Linked DNA regions of Pan troglodytes: region 1 is linked to region 2. A link is a contact called in public HiChIP or PLAC-seq data. All regions are on one chromosome and are shown on one strand. The core of a region is the stretch at or near the end of the contact, and the rest is flanking DNA. Distances in the headings are between cores, read along the strand shown. Region 1 holds the start of NKD1 (NKD inhibitor of WNT signaling pathway 1). Region 2 holds the start of BRD7 (bromodomain containing 7).

Region 1 (4,754 bases), core at 1,860-4,359, 180 kb after region 2:
CCTGGACAGACTAACATTTTGCCACAAGGCCCATCTCTTGGGTTCTCACCCCAGATCCGGGTAAGGGTATCATGATTCCAATAGCAGTGAAGTCCCAGGCGCCTGCTGGGCTGGGAGGCACCAGGGTGAAGGTGGAGGGGGGCTTTGTGTCTGGGCTGGACATTTGGGATTTACTCCCCGCAAGACTCAAACTGCTAACTGCAGCTTTAGTTCTTGCTTTTATCTCTTTTTGAACTGTAAAAAGAAATTCCCAAGGGGAAGAGGGGATACTTTTTTCTCATGGAAGAAGAAAGCCAGGACCGGTTTAAGAAAGTAACCAACTTTCTAAGCACTGTGAGAAAGGATGCTCCAAGTTTTGCTTTGATTTAGAGGCACCCTGGTACCAGCAGGGAGGGGTGAGAAAGGCAAACAGGAATTCCAGACCAATTCCATTGCCTTTTGAGGGGTCTGAAAGAGGGTGCCCACTCCGACTCAGATGCTCAAACCCCTGCCTCCCTCCTACACCTGACCCCCGCAGTTCTGCCCCACTTTTTCATGTTCCTACAGCTCAGGGGTTCTTACTTCAGCATTACCCACATTTGATGCTGGATCATTTGTTCTGGTAGGGTGGGGGGGGCTGCCTTATGCATTGTGGTATGTGTAGCAGCAACCCTGGCCTCTACCCACTAGATACGTCCAGGCATTACCAAGTGTCCCCTAGAGGGCAAAATTGTTTGCTGTCAGGTCCTTATGGGATGGAAAGAAAGAAAAATGGCCTGTTACCCCTGGTGTAACTTACTACACTGTTTACTCATTCATTGCATTTATTGTTTCTTGCCTATCTTCCCCCTAGGTGAGTGGGAGTTCGATGAGAGTGGCAGTTGTCTATTTTGTTCACCGATGTATCTTAGGTGACTAAAACAATGGTTGTCACATGGCTGGCCCTTCATATTTGTTTCCAGATGGAAGACTCTCTTTCTAGTGGTGGAACATTAGTTTTGCACTGTGTTGGGACAACCTGATGTAGTGAAAACAAGCCTGGGCAATGAAATCAACAGATTGGAGTTCAGTTCCTAATTGGGTCATGGATGAACTTTGTGACCTTGGGCAAGTGAGTTCACCTCTCTGAGTTGAATAGGTTCCCTCCGTTCTAGAACAAGTATGAGTCTGCATCAGAGAGTGGTTGCGAGGGCTACACATGATGGAGGATGAGGACTGGCACATCAGAAGTACTGAATGAAGAATTGTAACATAAAAATGACAACAGTAATATATTTTTGTGGTTTCAGCACTCTTCAGATGAAACCACCTGGCCAACAGGACTTTAGTGTACCTGCTTATAACATTAGCCTTCGTTTCCACCAAAAAGGGTGTTAAAAAAGGAAGCTTGGAACATGAAAGTAAGACACTTGGATGAAGAGATTTATGACTCTGGGGGGCTGTGAATTCCTAATGTCCTTTTGAGACATGTAGATCTTCCAGAGCGATGCTGCCCAATGCAGTAGCCACTAGCCAAGTGCAAATGGTCACTTGCAATATGGCTAGTCTTTGAGATGTGTTTTAAGTGTAAAATACACACTGAATTTTAAAGACTTAGCGCAATACAAAGAATGTAAAATATCTCATTATATCTTGAAATTATACCATTTTGGATATACGGTGTTCCCTTGGTGTCTTTGGGGACTGGTTCCAGGATCCTAGAGGATACCCAAATCCCCAGATGTCAAGTCCGCTATATAAAATGTCCTGTAGTATTTGCATATAACCTACACACATCCTTCTGAATACTTTAAATCATCTCTAGATTCCTTGTAATTCCTAATACAATGTAAATGTTATGTAAATAGTTGTTATACTGTATTAAAAAGTTTTTTATTCTTTATTTTTGCTGTATTATTCTTTTTGCATATTTTCAGTCCACAGATGGTTGATGCCGCAGATGTGGAACCTGTGAATAAGGAGGGCTGACTGTATTGAGTTAAGCGAAATATATTATTAATATTTCATCTATTTCTTTTTACTTCTAAAAGATGTGGCGACAAGAAAATTTAAAATTACAAATGTGGCCCACATTATATTTCTATTGGGCAGTGCTGCTCTAGAGAGTCGGCAAAAAGGGCAGAATGGAGCCTCCATTATACAGATCACAAAACTGAGCACAGGTAATTCACTCCAAAGGTCGGGGCTGGTCTCACTCTGAGCTGCGGGTTTTCTTTTCCCACGCCCGAGCTGCCTGGTGCCAGGACGAGCGTAACACGGACCCACAGTGTCCCCAGAAGGGGGCAGGCGTTCTGAGAGCCACAAAGGTGGGGTGGAATCCCTTGATGTCGACCGCCACCATCCCCCTCCCCCCGCGCGACCTCCCCGCAGAGACCTCCCCAGACAAAACAAACAAACCCTTGGGTCTGGCGAACTGCAGCGGGGAGCGGAAACCAAGGAAGATCAAAGACTCAGCGGTTACCCCCTTCCAGGCCGCGCAGTTTGGCAGCGCGCCCCGACCCGGGCGGGCACCCACGGGCCCCCCGGACGAGGAGATCCCAGAGATGGGCTGATAACGGGGCGCTTTGGACATTTGTCGCTGCCTGGAGAGGGCTGGGCCCACACTGGCCCGGGGTGCGCTGGGGGCTCCTCCTGGACTCCCCAAATAAGAAACTAGAGGAGTGCGGTGGTGGGGGGCGGGTCACGGGGCGGGTAATGAACACTTTCTGCAGAAGGTAGGTCGTGGGAAGACTGGGAAAAGGTAGCGCTGCCGAAGCTTGCACCTGAGCAGCTAAGGTCTCCGCTCCCGACCTCAGTTTCCCCACCTGTAAATTGGAGCCGCCGAGTCCCGCCCTGCCCGTTTAGAGGGAACGTGGAGCGGAGGGAAGTGACAGTACAGTTAGCGATGGCCGGGCTGTTCTGTCCCAATACGCCTCCTGGACAAGCCGCCCCGCCGGGTCGCCAGCCCCGGTGCTCGGCCCCCGGCCCCAGACCGCGGCAGGGAGCGCGGACTGTGTCCCGTCCCTCCCGTCAGCGCCCCGCCCTCGTCCCCGCCCATGCCCCGCCTCCGGCCCCGCCCCCGCCGCAACCAGCCTTGCCTTTGATGCGCCGCACCGGCCAATGGGCGCGCGGGGAGGCGCGGGCCGCGGCGGCGGGCGGGGGGCTCGGCGCTCCCGGGCGTCAGTCGGGCCGCGGCGACGGCGGCAGGAGCGCGTCCCGGCGCCGCCTCGGGCTCCGTTCGGCTCGGGGGCTGCTCCGGGAGGAGGAGAGCCAGGGGAGGCGCCAGGCCCGCGGCCGGGCGCATGGCTTAGGGACGCTCCCGGCCGCCGCAGCCCCAGCATGGGGAAACTTCACTCCAAGCCGGGTCAGTGCCCCCGCCCGCGCGCTCGCCCCGGGCCCCGCCGCCGTCGCCGCCGCGGTCGCTAACTCTCTCCCTTCCTTTCTTTCCTTCTCCCGCCGCCGCCGCTGCCGCCGCCGCCGCCGCCGCCGCCTCGCGATGTGCCTGCAGCCGCCGTGTGCAAGCGCAGGGAGAGCCCGGAAGGTAGGGGCGCGCGGGGCGCAGACCTCGGGGATGGACGCGGGGGACACCGCGGCCGCGGCAGAACGGCCCAGCCCGCCAGGTCTTATGACCAGGGCCACCCCCAAGCCCCAGTTCCGGCCACCGGCCCCCCAAGCCCGCTCACTGAGCAGCCTTCGCGCCCCCTCCTCTGTCCCTCCTACCCGCTCCCCGCGGTCCTGCGCTCCCACCGCTGACCCTCAACCCCTCCCCCTCCCGCGTCCCTGCCCTCGGCTCTCACGGCACCCTCTCTTCAGACCCCCAAGCGCCTCCCCGCAAGACCCTGCCCCTCTTCCTGCCCCCCGGCGCCTTCTCCCGATATCCTGGCTCCTGCACCTACTGCGGCCCCTCTCCTGACCCCCAGCCCTCTCCTCCGCAGTCCTGGCTGCCAGCGCTCCCTGGTCTGATCCCTAAACCCGTCCTCCTGGGGTACTGCTCACCCCTCTTGCCCCCTTCTGGCTCCTCGCTCCTAGGGCTTCGCTGAACCCCCCTTTACTTACCCGCGTCCCTCTCTCGGCTCCTGCCCCAGCCCGCGAACCCCCTCCTGGCCCCCGTGCCGTGGCCCTTCGCCTCCCACCGCGCCTCCTTCCCTCCGCGGGGGTAACTTTTGGCACCTGGAGCCAGACTCAGGGGCTTCATGTCGTCCCCGTCCCAGGTGACAGCTTCGCCGTGAGCGCTGCCTGGGCTCGGAAGGGCATCGAGGAGTGGATCGGGAGACAGCGCTGCCCGGGCGGTGTCTCGGGACCTCGACAGCTGCGGTTGGCGGGCACCATAGGCCGAAGCACCCGGGTATGATTCCCCACCCCTGCCCCACCTCCTGGCCTCTTTTCAGCCTCAGAGATGGGTCCCCAAACCCATGCACCCCAACTTTGAGCACTTTCCTGCACGGCTTCTGGGTCTGAAAATCTCTTCTCAGCTGCCCCCTGCCCCACCAACGCGACCCTCTGCCCGCATGCCTTGGAGAACCTCGAAGTGCCCAGCTGGAGGCAGAGGGCTGCCTGGGGGAAAGGTCCTAGGTGGGGAGGTGGTGAAGGTCCAGTTGATGGGGAATCGTGTCTGTACCGGCGGGATTTGGGGGCCTGCTCTGACTTCTACCTTGTTTCTGCCACCAGCATTCAAAGGTGGAGGTGGAGTAGGGGCTAGAGAGAAGGGGGTATTAGGGGTGTCTGGGTGGAAGGCAGAGCTGTGCTGGCCCCAGTATCTGAATATGTTCTGATTGTCTGTGGCATTCATCAGTACC
Region 2 (4,674 bases), core at 895-3,394:
ACTCTATGTGAAGGACTGGGGTGAGGAAAACTTTTTCCATTTTGTGTACTTTTGCACCACATGAACTACTTTTAAAAAATCAAATGCATATATGGGTTTTATAATTTAAGGAAGAAAACAAAACATTACTCCTACCTAGCCAAAGGTAATAAAAACTGGGACAAAAGGGAAGGAATAGACTTAAGAAATCCCCAAAATAAGATCTCTAAGACTTGGTGACTTAGCAATGTGTTCAATCACATGGAAGAGAAAGCTCCTCTTGTATATATAAACATAAGAAAAATTATATAACTAACCTATGAAAATTTACCTTCACAATAATTGATTTAATAAGTCGTTCAGTGGCAGGTTAAATTTGGAAAGTTAATAACAGTAATAACAATGTTGTTATTATTATTAGAGACAGAGTCTCGTATTATTGCCCAGGCTGGAGTGCAGTGGTGTGATCATACCTCACTGTACCTCAAACTCCTGGGCTCAAGGGATCCTCCCACCTCAGCCTCCTGAATAGCTGGGACACAGGTGCACACCACCAGGCTCTGGAAATTTTTGTAGTTTATTTTGCAGAGGCAGGGCCTTGCTATGTTGCCCAGGCTGGTCTCGAACTTCCAGTCTCAAGCAATCCTCCCACCTCGGCATTCCAAAGTGTTGGGATTACAAGTGTGGGCTACTGGGCCCAGCCATTAATTATTATTTTGCCCAGCTTTCAAACCAAGATGGTAGCTACTCATTCTTTTCTGTTAAATGCAAATGGTTAAGAATATCAATCTCCATTACAGGTTTCTGACCAAATTTTCTCAACACACTACAACACTGTTTTAAAAGATTTAAAGTTGCTCATTACAGATTTGGCATTATAATATTTATTTCAGAACAAACTTTAAACCCCAGTAGATCCCACTCACTTCTGAAATGACTATTTTTGACAATCCTCGAACACTGAGGCTTTCTTGAGCATGACTTTTTACCCTGCCTAGATGGAAAAACCACTCTTTGAAGCAGCTCCTCAAAATTTGGACTTAGCTGCTTCCTCACCTGATGTGCGAGTACAATTGCCTAAGAGTATAATTCAAAAACGACTTGCTGAAACTCATAGATGATTCATGTCTCTATTCTGTCCTGCTCCTCCTCAAACGAGCCAGATCTTAGAGGCGTTTGTTTTCCCCAGATACAAAGAAAATAAAATGAGGTTGGCAGCTGGAGGAGGCAGTGCCGTCCGCAAAGCCAAAGCAATGTAACCACTTGTACCTTAACTCTTCTCCGTTTTCTCCCCTTTTCTTCCCCTGGAATCTGCTTTTCTCCTTTCTTTCTCTTTTTCCGCTTTCTGTCCTTGTGTTTGTCATGATCGTTTTTGTCTTCGAAGAGGCTGGAGTCGTGCCCCGAGCTGCCCGTGGAGAGTTCAGTGACTTCGTTCCCTCCTACTTTGAGGACCAGCTTCAAGGGCTTCTCTACATACTCTTAAAAAAAGAAAAGAAAAGAAAAGAAAGGAAAGCGCGTCGATTAAAGTCGGGGCTCTCCAGGGAGTGCTAAGGATGCAGAGCGCGAAGGCGCAGCAAGCCCGAGGCGGCTTTGGGCGCTCCGCGAAGCACCTGTTGAATGACGGACCCCCGCCCGGGGGTGCGGCGGCGCCGCCCGCCCCGAACGCTCCCAGGCCTCCCGGGCCCGCCTCACGTCTCCCCACCAGAGACCCACCGGACCAGGGGGACCCGGGTTCGAATGCCGCCGCCGCACGGGGGGCAGCGCGGCCTCGGGCAGGACGCGCCCCCTTCGCGGGCCTGGGCCTGCCGTGGGAGGGAAGGGCCCTGGGCCGCCCCGGAGCCATTGGGAAAGAGCGGAAGCCCGGCAGAGCCGCTGAGGGCCCGCCGCCCGCACCCCGGCCCCCTCCTCACCCTCGTAGAGGTGTTTGTCCGACTTGTGCTTCTTGTGCTTCTTGCCCATGTCCGACCGGGCCCCGGTGCCCGCCCCCCGCGCCAGGCCCAGGCCGTGCGGCGCCGCTTCCGGTCCGGGCCAGGCGAGCGGAGGGCGGGAGCGGGGCCCGCGAGACCCCGCGCCGCGAGGCAGGGGGGCGGCGCGCGCCGGGCGGCGCGATGCCCCTCTCGAGAAGACGGAGCGCGAGACCCGGCCGGAGCCCGAGAGCGGCGGCGGGGGGGCGCGCGGCCGGCGCAGAGGCGGGAAAGAAGGCCCGCCGCGCGCACAGGGTGCCGGCGGCTGCGGGTGGCGGCCCCTGGCGACCGGAGGTGGTGCTGCAGCTCGCGGGCCGGGGGCGGGGCCGGGGGGCGGGGGCGGGGGCGGGGCCGGGGAGGGATCCACCGCTCAGACTCTTGTCTTTCTTCTTTCCTCCCTTTCCCCTCAATTTGTCTGTCTTGTCTCTGTCTCTGTGTGTCTCTCCCTCCGTCTCCCCTTCCCTCCCTTCTTTTTACTCCCTCCCTCTCTTTCTTTCTCTTTCCCTTCTTCCCTTCCTTCCTCCTTCCTTCCTTCCTTTCTTCCCTCCTTACTGCCTCCCTTCAAGCCTTCCTTCTCTCTTTTCTTCCTCCCTCATCACCCTTCCTTCTCCTCTTCCCGTCTCCTTCCCTCTTTTTTCTTTTCTTTTTTTACCCTTCCTCCTTCCCCCACTCTTCCTTTCTTTCCACTTTCCCTTGCTTCTGTTTCTTCCCTTTTACGATATTGACTGAACCCCATACTGGGTGCCAGACCCGGCAACCTCAGCACATTGGTGACTGAAGATTCTAATCTTAAAAAAAACTTATGTGCTGATAGGTGAAGGTTTCCAGATGTTTTGACTGTCTTTACTTCTAGCTGTATGGTGCTTTGTCTGTTTTCAGATAAACTCATAATTATAGTCTCCTCTTAAGAAAGGATCTGTTATCAGTCATTTATACTTTAGTAACAATTTAGGCCCATGAATCACCTCTCCCAGGAAGATTTGTAGCTTTACCTTGAACTTCAGTGGTGAAATTATAGGCTTATATTTTAGGACCCTATTGTTGGTAACTAATAGAAACCAATTTGAATTATTTCAAGTAAACAAAAAGGGATTTATTGGTTTACATGTCTAGAAAGGGCAAGAATAAAGCTTGCCAGAGAGAAGACAGGAACCAAGGATGTAATGCTGTTGACTGGCATGCCAGCTCTCTCTCTCTCTTGTCTCTCTGTATATCGGTCTCCATCTCCCCCCTTCTTTCCTATATGGCTGGAAACATGGCCACCATCTGCTTCTGAGGCCTCTTCTTTATAGTGTCCTGACCAACTGGGAAAAAGATCTCTTCCTGTCAGCTTCACCTGGAAAACAGTCCCAGGGAAGGATTCTGATTGGCTTGGCTTGTGTCACATGTTTTATGGGACAGGGGATGGGAGATTGATTCGGCCTGGATGCCAAATCTACCCCCTCACCCCCTTGGCCAAGAGAAGTGGAGTCTGTGATTGGCAGCTCCTGCCAGACTTCTATGGTTAGCCAGGGAAGATGAGGTTCTTCTAATGAAGAGAGTTGCTTTTTCATGAAAGCTAAAAGTGTGTGTCTATTATTTCCCTGTAACAAGCCTCTCTGGTGTCCGTGAGGCAGAGATCAGGGTGTGGGAAGAGGGGTTGTGTTGGGGAAGAGACCTTCTGCTGCTCTGAAATCAAGCCAGCAAGGCCCCCTAGGCCCCCTAAGCATAGGGCAAGGCTTGGTTTCAGCTTTTCATCCACTGTCTATAACTTATTTTGCTTTAAGAACCACTATGCCAACTCCCACTGTGGGTCTGGCCTCTATTGTGGCATTGCCTTGCTCCAGGCTCAACCTGTGGGTTTACCTGTCTGCTCCTCATTACCCTGGGTACCTCCTTGGTACTTACAGTGCCTAGCACAGTGACTACTACCGTCCAAATGCCCCTCAGAGGAAAAAGGTCTGGTGAACTCATCCATACTATCAAGTTAGTAATTTCCCTACCCTCTCAAGAGTGATTCTACATAGGTCACAAAGTGGTCACATCAATGGAAAGTGAATAAGAGTACGTAGCAGAAAACACCTCCCAGAAAAATGTTCCTGGAAGTGGAAGCCCAAATTCATCTAGTTTTAAATTCTCAGCACTAATACCATGCCTGGCACATAGAAGGCACCAGAAAATGCTAGTTGAGCTGCACGGTCCTGGTTCGGGCAGACTCCCCCGAGAGATTTCTGCCTGCTGCCATTCATGACCTCCCAGTGAGTGTGGAATGGCCTGGAGACTGGCTTCAGAGCAATAGAATATGGCAAAGATGATGGACGTCACTCCTGTGTTGAGGATATATAAGACTTCAGTCTTGCTTGCTGACTGTCTCTCTTGCCTTCTTGGCTTGCATGTTTTGACGAAGTAAGCTGCCATGCTGGAGAAGCCCATGTGACAAAGACCTGAGGCTGGGCCCCAGTTGACATCCGGCTACAACTGAGGCTATCAGTCCAACAGCCTTGAAGGATTGAATCCTGCCAGCAACTGTGTGAGCTTCAAAGTGGATCCTTCCTCAGTGGAACATTCAGATGAGACCTCAGCCCTGGCTGACATCCTGATCACAGCCCTGTGAGAGTCCCAGAAGCAGAGGCCCCAGTTAAGCTGTGCCCAGACTTCTCCCCCAACAGCCCAACAGCTCTTGAGTGAGTGAGACAGAGCTGACTTGAGTCTTGGGGTCACAGATGCTTACAGGGTCTGTGACTTTGGCCTG

The links. HiChIP or PLAC-seq counts read pairs in DNA pulled down with a chosen protein or histone mark.
Region 1: an H3K4me3 HiChIP or PLAC-seq map of stem cell-derived excitatory neurons shows a contact between it and region 2, with 3 times the contacts expected there. The contact joins the promoter of NKD1 here to the promoter of BRD7 in region 2. A contact is called at or near these places in 1 of 7 Hi-C or Micro-C datasets (stem cell-derived neural progenitor cells) and 1 of 1 datasets of contacts at active chromatin or transcription factors (stem cell-derived excitatory neurons).

The regions. Positions count from the first base shown.
Region 1 is chr18:48,516,807-48,521,560 of NHGRI_mPanTro3-v2.0_pri, forward strand. NKD1 (NKD inhibitor of WNT signaling pathway 1) reads left to right here and starts at 3,110. Exons shown (of 10, transcript XM_016929817.4): 1 at 3,110-3,322; 2 at 3,467-3,499; 3 at 4,170-4,303. The coding sequence starts at 3,298.
Region 2 is chr18:48,338,584-48,343,257 of NHGRI_mPanTro3-v2.0_pri, forward strand. BRD7 (bromodomain containing 7) reads right to left here and starts at 2,145. Exons shown (of 18, transcript XM_054668370.2): 1 at 1,890-2,145; 2 at 1,249-1,457. The coding sequence starts at 1,938.